Linked DNA regions of Danio rerio: region 1 is linked to region 2. A link is a contact called in public Micro-C data. All regions are on one chromosome and are shown on one strand. Each heading gives the region's core, a stretch centred on a gene start, on an enhancer-like site or on the middle of the called end of the contact. The rest is flanking DNA. Distances are from core to core; before and after follow the strand shown. Region 1 holds the start of slc36a1 (solute carrier family 36 member 1). Region 2 holds the start of glra1 (glycine receptor, alpha 1).

Region 1 (6,745 bases), core at 356-2,855, 170 kb before region 2:
AAGTATTATATATGTCACGACAGTTAATTTATAGAGTAATACACTGGTTTGCTTGTTTTTATTTTTTTCATATTATTGAATGAACTGTTTGTTAAATCTCTTTAAACTTTTTGTTTTCAAATTATATGGCAAAAAATAGGAAGACGAATAACTTTTTAAAATTTTAACCCATCTTCCACAAAACAAAGTGGATTATTCAGTAAATAAACATTACTAATATTATATGTTTGCCTTTAATTACAATTATTTTGCTTTCCTTCATCATAAATAAATAAATAAACAAGCTTGAGTGTACAGGATGATCCAAAAGGAATACAAACCTAAACAAATCTAATTTAATGCTTCTGTAATGTCCACAATTTCTTAGCTGTAAATATTTAAACAGTTTAAGATATCTTCTGTCATCCACATATTTGCAAAATTTTTGCAAGTACTGGGACAATTTAAAATTTGATTTTTTGGCCCATTATTGAGTCTATTTATTTACTTGTGTAAATGTGTGTAAATTTATATTTATCCAGTTTTGTAATTAATTTTAGTAATATTTTTGCCTAATATGAAAATCTTCATATGATTTATTTACAATACAGTTTGTAAAGTAATAAATTCTGTGTTTTAGTAGACATATTATATAAGAGACTTGCTTTGTTTACCAAATAAGTAGATCTAATTAGATTTGCACTGTAAACATTAAATAAAAAGTTTAAAAAGCTAATATGTTTTAAATCATAGGTTAAATTTTTAATTATGAAACTTCCAAAATAAAAAATCTGCATAAATTCGCAGATTTTTTTTACAAAATTCTCTGCAGAAATAGCTAAAAATGGTCGCAGATTCTGTCTGGCCCTAGGTATGGGCTAGGCTCTAAAATTAAGAAATGTTGTGGTAATACTCAAACCATCAGCGCATACTAACTAATGTTAACAAAAGAAAACCTAATATTAAAATGTTACCTGTAAGTAATGTCAGCAAAATCTACAGTAACTTATTAATAGCAGTTCATCAGTAATTTACTGAAAATAAATTACAGCAAAAATACTGTATTTACATGTATGGCACCATTATCTTGCTGTACATGTATACAGAATTATGTCTATTTCTTTACTTTAAAATGTACAGCAATTTTCACAAACTTTAAAATACATTAACATACTGCATAACTGCCCTGCAGTAAAATGCAGTTCATATTACAGTTAAAAACTGCTTAATTTACACATATTGTTAACAATGTAGTCACATTTGTTTCATACTACAAAAGCTATCCAGTATTGAGTTGTTGTTGTTTTTTATTTAAGACCTCGTCTGGATCAATTCAATAATCTGTGGTAATAAATGCTTTTCATAAATAACCGGTAATAAGTTCAATATCAGCATGATGTCAGTGATGTCACAACCCTCGAAGGCTCAGCAGGCTTTCTACAAGATGTAGCTCAGCATTAGCACGTATCATATTGTACATGAAATGACAGAATCAGACTTACCGCAAGCACCGCTGAATGATATTAACCAACTATATAAACCTAATAAAGTCCATATTTTAACCCGGACATGCTATGACAGAAAAGAGACAAGATGATCCGACACGCTGAACGACTCTGTTGTTCTGATTCTGCGTCCTCGCTCTGCTGTCACATGACACATGTCAGCTGATTTCACTTCAACGCGGTCTCTCACGGATTACGTTTCCGTGTTTCTGTTTTAAAAATCAAAAAGTTAACGATACACTTTTAAAACATTGCAGCTTTTGCAAAATCAAAATGACGTACAGAGTATGACGGAAGCTGTATGCTTTAGTACTTTTTAATGAACAAATTTAATGAAGGAAATTAACAAACTTTTTATTATTACAGTTCTCAACTTAATTTAATTTGAACGTATTTAATTTAATTATTTAATTTTGCTTAATTTTATTTAGAGAGCAACAAAAACAAGGGATCATCTAAAAAATGTGTTTTACGTTTAAAACGTTTGATATCACTTCTGATGCGATATCCAACAAAATGTTGTGTGCTGCTGAATATATCGTTGTATCTGTAGATGTATATGGAAAATACTATGTAGTAAACACTAGTCTATTTGAACCATATTATATTAAAGTGTCTTTTACTATATTTACAGAGCACAGGCTAACTGTTATTACGGTATTAGCAAACTGATAAAGTGTAACAAAATACTGCAGTAAACTCAACAGTAAATTGGTATAGTAGTATATTTTCTAGTTGTAGAAACTTGGTACACTATTGGGTTTTTGACACTATTTGTTGTATTACCAGGGACTATTACAATAACAAACTATTTCAAGTATTTTAGTATGGTTCAATTTTTTTCATGTGGGGATGGTATTTAAATCGGACTTGTGAGGAGCTTATAAAATGTGTAAATGAGTCAAAACAATACCAAGACATCTGGAATAGACATTTACGACATGGCAATTCCATGACTGTATGACAAGAAATATGTTTGGTTTTGGTCATGTGGGTCCTGTTATTAGCTTTAGATGTCCTTATTTGTTCATGTTGCATTTACATTACATTTAAACTGCACCAGAGTCTGAAACAGATTGGGACCCATCTTTCATCCAGTTTCGCTCCACTTTTGTGTAGAGCACCAAGGTTCAGATGACAGCATTAACATTAATTTAAATGAGCAGTAACAAACAAACAACAAACATATAATCAATTTAGTTTAATAATGCCACGTGTTTTTTGTGGTGCGAATGAACGCTTTGTCAGAAACTGATAGTTTATTGATGAGCCCTAAAGGAAACAGTGCGTCACCTGACCGTCCAGCAACAGTGCCAGCAAAATCGAGTCTGTAGACTTGAGTTTGCAGCAACAGTCTGATCGATCATGACGGTAATTACCCCCTTTAATATAACATTTAATTAACAATAATCCGTTTACTTTTGCTTAGGGTTTCAGAACATCCTAAGTTCGTTTTTACTCAAGATAACTTCCAGACTTAGCTTAGTTGCTAACGTTTTGATGAGTGTCTCTTATTGAATCAAAGATGTTTTCTTTCTTCACAGACTCACGAGTTTTTTGTTGACATGACATGTGAAGGATGCTCTGGTGCAGTCACTCGAGTACTTAATAAACTGGGTAAGGTTTAGGTTTTTTACATTTGAAATATTCTAATCGTAATATCGTTGAATTGTGTACTGGAACCATTTAAATGAGATGTTTGTGAATTGTGTTATTAAATGCATCAGATGTTGCTGCTTTCTTTGCTTTTTGTGTTAAAAAGTGCTTTGTCATGGTGGGACAGAGTTCATAGTTCATTTGTATTTCTCAACAGATGTCAAGTTTGATATCGATCTTCCCAACAAGAAGGTCTTCATTGAGTCAGACAAAAACACTGATGTCCTTCTGGAAACACTAAAAAAGACTGGAAAAACTGTTACCTACATTGGTACAAAATGAAAAGGTTTATATTAAAACAATAAGGTGAGAACTCAATTCAAATACTTCAGTCAATTGCACTCACAGAAGTTAAAAATCATTATAACACATTAACTGAACTATTATATAGTACAAGTTTCTTGGTCTTGTGATCAGACAGGATTTACTTGACAGTCCAAAGTTTGTTTTTATTGTAACATAAAGCTTGCATTATCAGTTTCCATCCACCTGTTAAAGTGATAGGTCACAAAAAATACATAAGTACAAATTTGCTAATTTTTACTTCTCTTCAGCCCTCACAATATGGCTTTTTTTGTTAAGCTTTATTGGAATATTCAACAACCACAAGCACTTTGACAGTAAAAAGCATATACAGAGAAGGAAAAAACTAAAAGGGATAGTTCATCCCAAAACAAAAACTAAAATCAATCACCTTTTATTTGCATGTTTTAAATCTGTTTGGGTTTCTTTTTTCTATTGAACACAAAAGAAGATATTTAAAAATTCATGAGCTTAAAGTCACATATAAGCTGATGCTGTTTGTTTACAACATTTTATAGAAACAACAAATAAAGAGTATTTTGATAACGAGTACAGCAGCATCAGCTCATGTTTGACTTTGCGCTACTTAAATTTATTATACTCAAGATTGCTTAAAAAAAACTAGGCTGTGTGGACTTAAAGAAGGCTAAAAATGCTGGGTTCTAGACAATCGATTTGAGTTGGAACAACATGACGGAATTTAGTTACCTTATTAATTTGTACAAATAGTAACAATTTACAATAAGGTTCATTAGTTAATGCATTTACTAACATGAACGAATCATGAACAACACATGTACAGCATTTATTAATCATAATTTAACATTTACTAATGCATTATTAACATCCAAATCTATGCTTGTTAACATTAGTTAATGCATCATGAGTTAACAAACTATGAACTACTGTATTTCCACTAACGTTAACTAACATGAACAAATACAGTAGTAGATGTGTTCTTCATTGTTTGTTCATGTTAGTAAATGCATTAACTAACATTAACTAATGAACCTTATTGTAAAGTGTGACTACAAATTTAAGTGGATTGAACATAAAACAATTAAGTTATTAAAAAAACTCAATAATTGTTTCAGCTAATTTTAAATAAGTCATTTAAACAATCAGCAAAATAAATTTCTGATTTGTGATATCAGAAATCAAGGATATTCCTTTCATTTTTCTTGTATATGTTTTTGACACAAAATACTGGTAGCCATTGGCTTGCATTTCACAAATCAGCAATGGTCTCAGTTTCAGCTAAAAATCCCATTAATTATACTCTTAAATAAAAAAAGAGTTAATTGCTAAAAAAAAGTGTTATTCTTAGGGCTGAACTTTTTATTTTTTAAGGTTGACAAATCAGTGCTGTCTCTGTTTTTGTACTAATAGTCTGTGACATATTTGTTGTAATGATTTAATTTGTTCTGATTTAAAGAGACAGTTCATCCAAAATGAAAATAATTGTTTACTCATATTCTAATGGTTCTAAACTTATGAATTTATTTTCTCTGTTGAACACAAAACAAGATAGTTTGAACAATGTTGGAAAAAAACAGCCATTGACATCCACTATGCTAGTCAATACCTGTTATTTTCAGCATACCTAAGTATATCTTCCTTTGTGTTCAATAGAAGAAAGAAACTCAAACAGGTTTGGAACAAGTGGAGCATGAGTAAACGATGACAGAATTTCTATTTTTGGTTGAACTATCCCTTTAAAAAGATCTCATTTATATTCTGAGCTACCGTTTTATTGCAGTTGAGATTACCTAAAGTGGACATGTGCTCATTAATTCATTGAAATTCATTGATGTTTTAATAGGTCAGAATCATGCTGCTTTGGAGATTATAAAATGGGACTCCTTCAATGGCCTGTACATTACATATCTGATCAATTGCTATGTATCTGCGGGACCACAAAAGGAAATTTGTTCAGCAGAACCACAAACAACTACCAGGCTTTGCTTTTTTCTTTTTAAAAATGTTCTGTTTACAATTATAAGAATCTTGATTAAAGCCAATCCGTTAACAGTGTGGTCTTTTTCCTGCCACACTTGTCTACATGTAATTGTATGTGTCCAGATGTTTAAATAAAGATTCCTGTATTTACTCAGAGGAAAACAAAATTGTCAGAGTGTTTTTTGCTTGTCCGTAACTAGAGTTTTAGTCAATTTTAATAGATAATAGCTTAATGCAATTTTATTTATTTATTTATTTATTTAATTTTTTTGTGTGTGTGTGGTGCAAATGTGACCCTGGAGCGTAAAATTGAAATTTATACATCTTAATGTACATCATGTTATACTTTTTTTTCCTTTTTTTTGATATATCTGGAATCTAAAGGTTAAAAAAAATTCCTTTAAATTTGTCTAAATTAAGCTTTTAGCAATGCATATTCCAATACAAAAAAAGGATATAAAAATATTTTTATTTATTTTTTTCCTAATTTCTGTTTAATGGAGAGAAGATTTTTTTAACACATTTCTTAACATAATAGTTTTTATAACTCATTTCTAATAACTGATTTATTTTATCTTTGCCATGATGACAGTACATAATATTTGACCTAATCGCCATAGTGTATAGAACAGGGGTGCCCAGACTTATTCTTATAACGGACAAAAACTAAGCTTAATTTGAGGGATGTGGGCTGAATATATTCACATCATATAACATAAAATTTGCCACTGGTTATTTTCTAATTTATTTTTGCTGACATTTTAAAATAGCTAGAAAATGTTGCTTTAAATCATATTAATTTTATTTTTACATTTTATAATACACTTATTATTACAGTAAAAACATAAGCAATTTCATTTATACCACAATGGAGTGCTGAGAACACTAGTCGACTTGCTCCCTACCTTTGCCAAGATTGCTCTCCAATATCTTGTGCTTCACCTTTTGTCAAGTGACATTTTTTTACATTTTAAAATTCTGATTCTAAATTGATTTATTGAACATTTAATAGAAACATTTTAACTTCAGTGTGACTTTTTTTTTGTAGCTCATAAAACAAAGAAACAAAGGGTTATGTTCAAATCAAAATAACAATCTCTGTCAAAGGCATCCACCCCAACCACATTCCCATCATTCTCCCTCTCTTTTCAAATGGGATGGTGGGTCAAATCAAAGGTTACCACTTTAGCCCCACTTTGGGTATCTCTGGTATAGACAGACAGATGGGGTAGGTTGATTTGAAAAGTTCTTAATACACCAGAAGGGGGCAATGTTACCCTTTCAATAAAACAGCATTTTTAAAATTGGATTTCTGTCTGCATAGTTTTTCACACCAAAGGTAG
Region 2 (6,912 bases), core at 1,383-3,882:
GGAATGCCCACAATAAAAAAACAAAACAAAACAAAAAAATAGGAAAGCGTGAACAATTGTGAAAGTGGCGTCTGCTGCTTTAGAAGCATTAATAGACACATAAAAGAAAAACAGAACATCAGTAATATAGGAATATTTTGGTTTCAAAGTCACAGACACCAAACAAAAACAGGTAATTTTCAAGAGCTGTCGCAGAATTGTTGTCACAGCTTGCAGATTATTGACCTGAAGCTTGACTATGAAATTAAATTGCAAATCAAATTGCAATAGCGATATCTGTCAGAAAAATCTCAATTAGATATTTTCCCCAAATCGCACAGCCCTATTTATAGGTATACTTTTTTACTGTTTATGTAGCATAATATAAAACAATTATATTTAAATTTGACTTGATATAATGATATTTCTTTTAATGTTAGATTAATATAATATTTAAGTAGTCCTTTGGTAGATTTCATTGGGATAAAATACGGTTTGCTCAGCATATGTATTATGAGGTGTATATATTGGATAGGCATGGGACAACAAAATTTTAAAACAGCCAAAATTTCCTGTTATACCATTCCTACGTAATAAAAAGTATTTTTTATTTACATTTTCTTTTATCTCCAGCAGAAAAGACATCAAAGATGCCGGTTTAACATTGAAACTATATATAGCCTGACATGTTTACTATTACAAATTATTTTAAATGTTTCTCAAAATAAAATATATTGTGTTCAAAGGGGAACAAAGTTTTAGTTTTTTCCCCAGACATTTAAAAAGAATATATTTTAATATATTTTAAAGCAGTAATCATAATACCGTGAAACCTTGATATTTCTATCCAAGGTTATCATACCGTCAGAATCATATACGGGCCCATGCCTAATATTGACTACAGCCATTGATTGGATTACTGCACACAACTACCTGCATATGTTAGTATGACATCACAATGACATAACGTCATGTGTGCTTTATGCATGCCTTGTGTTTTAGCAGCTCTGGTGACATGCACACCGCAGCCTCTCACAAGACAATTCCTGCATGGACAAAAATGTGCACTCTAATATGAAAATCAATTAGAGATTCAAATCATAGAGCAAACTATTTTTGTGTACAATTTGTATTCGTCAATGGAATTAGCATTGACAGAGTGATCAATGTTTAGTAATATGTCTGCATGTGCAATGAGGTTGGGGTGCAGGCTGAGACTGGGAAAGAGATATCAATTAACAGGCTCTGCAAAGTTCAGCAGCAAGAGCTGAGACTGCAATATCCTGATTCTAGTTCATTAACTAAATAGTGCCCATAGAATGCAAAATAATTACTGCAAGCCACTGGCCAGATAAGGTGAAAATGCTTCACAATGTGCTTGTTTTATAGAGGATTCTTGAGATAATCAGTGTTTTGATTCAATAATCCATATGTGGAGGGCTCGAAATAGATTGCATCTGCAAATTAATAATTTGTGCAAAAACAAAAAAATTAACAGGCCTATATTTTAGTGCCATGTATATGGCTCAGTCATTTTACGCATACTTGTATATTAAACAAAAACAAATATTGTGCATAAGAATATATATTAATATATTCCACAACACAGTTTCCATTGTTTAAGTTGAGAATTATGAATGTTATGGATTCTTAAATAATGCTTAGGGTTCCACAGAAAAAAGAAAAAAAAAAAGAAAAAGAAAAATATATAGGTCTAGTGTGGAATTTTTTACATAATTTCAAAAACATTTTAATATCGTTTCACAAATTAAAAGTTTACAACTTTATTGCGTGTTAAATACATGGTAATCGATGTTACGTGACGATGTAACCATGGCAACAGAGCTTGATTATTCTCTACCAATAAAATAATAACAATAAAAACAACAACAATAATAATAATAATAATAATAATAAATAATAATAATAATAATAGTAACAAAAATACAGACATTATTTATGGCATTGATTTTACACAACACAATACAAAAATGCTAGTGCATCTTTATAACGGTTTATCGCTAAGTGCGTGAGGGTTGCTAAAAGGCTGAGCAGCACAAGACAAATTAATTATATTATAGATTTACAGTTAGTCATTTATAATTTATAAAAAAAATCAATTATTCTGAAAGTTATTTTGCTTCCACTTAATTGTTTGTTAAATAGGTAAGTGACTTTCCTTCATAAGCCTGTTGATAACTTTCTATCCACTAAATGACCACTAGTGTTCGCTGTTTAGTCAAATTTAAAAGGAATCCTTACTTCTTCTGACTTGGATGAATGACACGGAATTATGACTTAGTTTATTTTTAATTAGCAGGCATTATATTTCATCAGATGAACCAGCAGGCCACGGAGTCAATCACTGCTACATGGCATCTCATCTACCTTCTTAAACAGAACATTCTCAGGAAAAGTAGCTAAAGAAATCATCTATTTCAATGGAAAACAATGAAATATTGTGTTTGAGTAAAAAACAATAACACTTTTGCATCAAAACAAGGTGATACGTACCTGAAAAATACAATAGTTTCCCACAAATAAATCCCGAGTGCGAACATTGTGTCAGGTTGGAGATGAGTGGATGTAGTTAAGCTACAGCTCAGCGCGCCCTACAATTCCTTCTTCTCGCACTTCTGAGGTGAACAATTCGTCCTTTGCTCGTTTCAGATTCCCAAAAAGGCCAAACAAATCTCAAGAGCATACAGACGAGCTGGTCATTTTCCCGACAGCGACTGTGTAGGTGAAGCGGAGCTCCTGTTTCACGCGGGTTGCGGAATTTCAGGTGGAAGAAGCGGCGCTGTGGAAAAAACTCGACGAGATAAATTCAGATGTTCATTCCGGACGATCCATAGCAGCATCAGATGCGCAGTCGCCAAGAATATTCACAGACGCTCCATCGCAAACATTTGAAAGAAACGAAACTATACACTATACCTCCTCGCAGCCATCAAAGTCATTGGGGAAATATACATATGCGTCTGCTCTTTCCCTCCGCGCTTCTTTGTACATGCATCCCAATGAAGAAATGTGTCGCTTTCGAGCCACACGTTAGTTTTAGCTACCTCTGGCTGAGGTAGTCTGATTTAGTGCGTACTTGTTTCCCAGGGGTGAATTGTTAGTGCTGCATGAAGCTACTTCCATTGTCTGGTCCAGTTAGGAGACGCTGCTCATTTTGTTTTTGTCTCGAATCCTCGTCAGAAAAGCCCAAACGTTGATATTTCAGTACACAGAGTCTGTTCCATCGCTCACAAGCCTCTCAGCCCCTCAGTATTTCTTGCTGCAGTCATTTACTAAACTCAAAAAGCACCTCACACACTCTCAACACACGCCCACATGCTGCTGTCATTGGTCTGAATGGCACTCCAGACAAATGCCCCCTCCACGGATTGGCGAGGGGCACTGCCATATGTTGGACTTGGAGGGCTACGCTCTTTTGGCTTAGTAGCTATATGAATTATGTATGGCACAGTTTTCAAAACATACTACCAAAAGGGACATGGCAGAGAGCTGCAGTGAATAACTCGTTGCCTATTTCTGAGCAAGCAGTTTGCACTTGTGTTTATTGCATTGTTTAAAAGATCAAGGATAAACTAGCCTATACCAAAAATTGTTTGTTAAAAAGTTTTTTTAATAAAATTATTGGCTAATAAACAAACAAAAACAAATAAAAAATACTAAATTAGAAAAACACAAATAATTGAAAAGGATAAACTTCATTGACATCATGCATGGCATCTTGTCTAACACTATAAGTAAAGTAATAAGTAGGACTCAGCAGAATCAGCGGATATTTTGTTAAAAAAAATGTATCTGCGGATTTATGCGGAATGATTTTAGGAGAATCATAACTACAAACTTAACATATAAAAAAAAAAAAAAAAAAAAATATATATATATATATATATATATATATATATATATATATATATATATATATACATTTTTAACTTTTATTTGATGTTTACAATGCAAATCCAATTAGATTCACTTATTTGGTAAACAAAACAAGTCTCTTTTATATCTATTAAAACACAGACAATATTCATTTACAAACTATATTGTACATAAATCATATGATCATTTTAATATTACTATTATTATATTATAATAATATTAGTTAAATTAATTTAAAAACTGAATTAAACTTAACTAAAGTAAATACATGTGAAAGTAATATGTTGCTTAGCAATACATAAGTTAAAAATATTAATTAGGCTATTTATTTTGTATTTTATTTTGAAAAAATATATATATTTTTTTATTGATCAATGAAAATCTTTAAAATCTTAAATGATTTATGAAAAATTTTTTTATAGCTATCATCAAAATAATATAACTTTTATCAGTGTTAATAATAAGAAACTGAAACTGCTGGGGCTGTTTCACTTTTACTAGAACTTCTATGTTAAGCTTCTTTGACACAATCTAGATTAGAGATGCCCAAACTAGTGCCCGCGGGCCAAAGTTGGCCCATGGTAACCTTTGATTTGGCCCACCGTCCCATCTGGGGAGAAAGAGAGAATGACAAATATTGATAGATTTAACAGATATTATCATTTCTGATTTAACTTGACATTTAGTTTGTTTTATTGTTAAGCCACAAAAAAGCTAGCTGAAGTTAAATTTTTCAATCAAATGTTGTAAATGAATAAGATTTTTAGATTTTAGTCAGATTTTTCATTTTTATTTTAAATACTGTCACTTGACAGAGAGAGAACAATGCACAAGACATTGGCAACTTTACTAGTGTATACAGCGTTGAACTCCATTGTGTTATAACATGAATTGTAATGTTTTTTTTTTTTTGTAATAAATTCATTATAAGGTGTAAAAAGAAATAATGCATTAGGTAACTTGATTAAAGTATTTTTTTGCTATGAATTTTTATATATTGTGAAATAAATTAGGAAATTACCCATGGCGACTTTAATGCAATACATTTAACTTCGGCCCACAACCATCATGTTTTGTTTTTGGCCCTTCATAAGAAAATGTTTGGGTACCTCTGATCTAGATTGTAAAAGCATCATATAAAGATTGAATTGAACTGAATGATTGGGGTTTACCCATATTTGACACAATCATACATATTCAGAGAGTAAGCAATGATATTGTGGAGTAAATAAAAAAAGACCAAAGTCATTATGATGGTATTACAATTTTAGCTTAGAAGACAGATTTCACAAAACATATCATTTCAAAGGTTCTTGAACTTGGCATTTGTAACTGAACCCTTTGCTACAGAGAAAACACACATTGGTATAATTGGACTTATGAGTCAAAACTGTATAGTTCCCATGTGACAACAAGCCTCTGCCTCCCATTTCTTCATTGTTGGAGCACACATCAGAAGTTATGCAGAGTTTCACAAGCCCGTCCAACTCAATGTCAGAGCACTGCAGGCATAACAACAAGCGTCATGTTTGCCAGTGCAAAGCTGCTAAAAAACAAACAAACAAACATGATGTAATCCTAAAAACGTGTTTTCAAAAAAAAGCACTGCTATAGTGTAATATAGTCAGCATCCCTATACAGTTGAAGTCAGTATTATTAGCCCTTCTGTGATTTTTCTTTTTTCTTTTTCGAATATTTCCCAAAAGACGCTTAACAAGCAAGGATTTTTTTTCACAGTATTTCCTATTAAATTGTTTCTTCTGGAGAAAGTCTTATTTATTTTATATTGTTTAGAATAAAATCAGTTTTACATTTTTTAAGGTCATTATTATTAGCCCTCTTAAACAATATTTTATTTGATTGTCTACATAACAAACCACTGTTATACAATGCCTATTTACCATATTGTGCCTACTGTAATTACCCTACTTAAGCCATTAAATGGCATTTTAAGCTGAATAATAGTATCTTGTAAAATATCTAGTAAATTATTATGTTCTGTAATCATGGCAAAGATAAAAAGAAATCAGTCAGAAATTAGATATGAAAACTATTGTTAGAGGGCAGCACGGTGACGCAGTGGGTAGCACAATCGCCTTACAGAAAGATGGTGCTGGTTTGAGCCCCAACTGTGTCAGTTGGTGTGGAGTTTGCATGTTTGCCTGGGTTTCCTCTGGGTGCTCCGGTTTCCCCCACAAGTCCAAAGACATGTGGAATAGGTGAATTGGGGAAATTAAATTGTCCGGAGTGTATGTGTATATCTCATACCACAGCTTTGCTGATGACACTCAGATCTACCTAGCCTTACTGCCTAATGACTACAGCCCCATTGACACCCTCTGCCTGTGCATTGATGAAATTAACATTTGGATGTGCCAAAACTATCTTCAGTTAAACAAAGAGAAAACTGAAGTGATTGCGTTTGGTAAGGTTTGATGAGGTTCTCAAGGTAAATGCGTACCTTGGCTCTAAAGGTCAAACAACAAAAAATAAGGTCAAGAATCTTGGTGTGACTGTGGAGTCAGATCTGAGTTTCAATAGTCATGTCAAAGCAGTTAGTAAATCAGCATACTATCATCTCAAAAACATTGCAAGAATCAGATGCTTTGTTTCAAGTGAAGACTTAGAAACTTTTTCATGCTTTTATCCGCAGCAGGGTGGATTACTGTAACAGCCTTCTCATGGGCCTTCCTAAAAAGACAGTCAGACAGTTACAGCTCATCCAGAACGCTGCTGCCAGGATTCTGACCAGAACCAGGAAATCAGAGTACAGCACACTAGTCCTCAGGTCTTTACACTGGCTCCCAGTTACATTTAGAATATATTTTAAAGTATTATTACTTGTCTATAAATCACTAAATGTCCTAGCACCTCAATACATTACAAATATGCTGACTGAATACAAACCAAACAGATCACTCAGATCTCTAGGTTCAAATAAACTAGAAATTCCAAGAGTTAGGTCAAAGCAGGGTGAATCAGCTTTCAGCTACTACGCCCCTCGCTGCTGGAATCAGGAAAATGATCAGATGTGCT

What was found. Hi-C and Micro-C count contacts between places; a contact is called where the count stands out from the background.
Region 1: a Micro-C map of caudal fin shows a contact between it and region 2, with 4 times the contacts expected there. The contact joins the promoter of slc36a1 here to the promoter of glra1 in region 2. A contact is called at or near these places in 2 of 18 Hi-C or Micro-C datasets (caudal fin and an unstated tissue) and 1 of 4 datasets of contacts at active chromatin or transcription factors (embryo).

The regions. Positions count from the first base shown.
Region 1 is chr14:30,256,244-30,262,988 of GRCz12tu, reverse strand. slc36a1 (solute carrier family 36 member 1) reads right to left here and starts at 1,605. Exons shown (of 13, transcript XM_073921867.1): 1 at 1,482-1,605. atox1 (antioxidant 1 copper chaperone) reads left to right here and starts at 2,759. Exons shown (of 4, transcript NM_001256633.3): 1 at 2,759-2,855; 2 at 3,029-3,101; 3 at 3,298-3,446; 4 at 5,266-5,564. The coding sequence starts at 2,850. The coding sequence ends at 3,422.
Region 2 is chr14:30,087,330-30,094,241 of GRCz12tu, reverse strand. glra1 (glycine receptor, alpha 1) reads right to left here and starts at 2,632. Exons shown (of 9, transcript NM_131402.1): 1 at 2,494-2,632. The coding sequence starts at 2,540.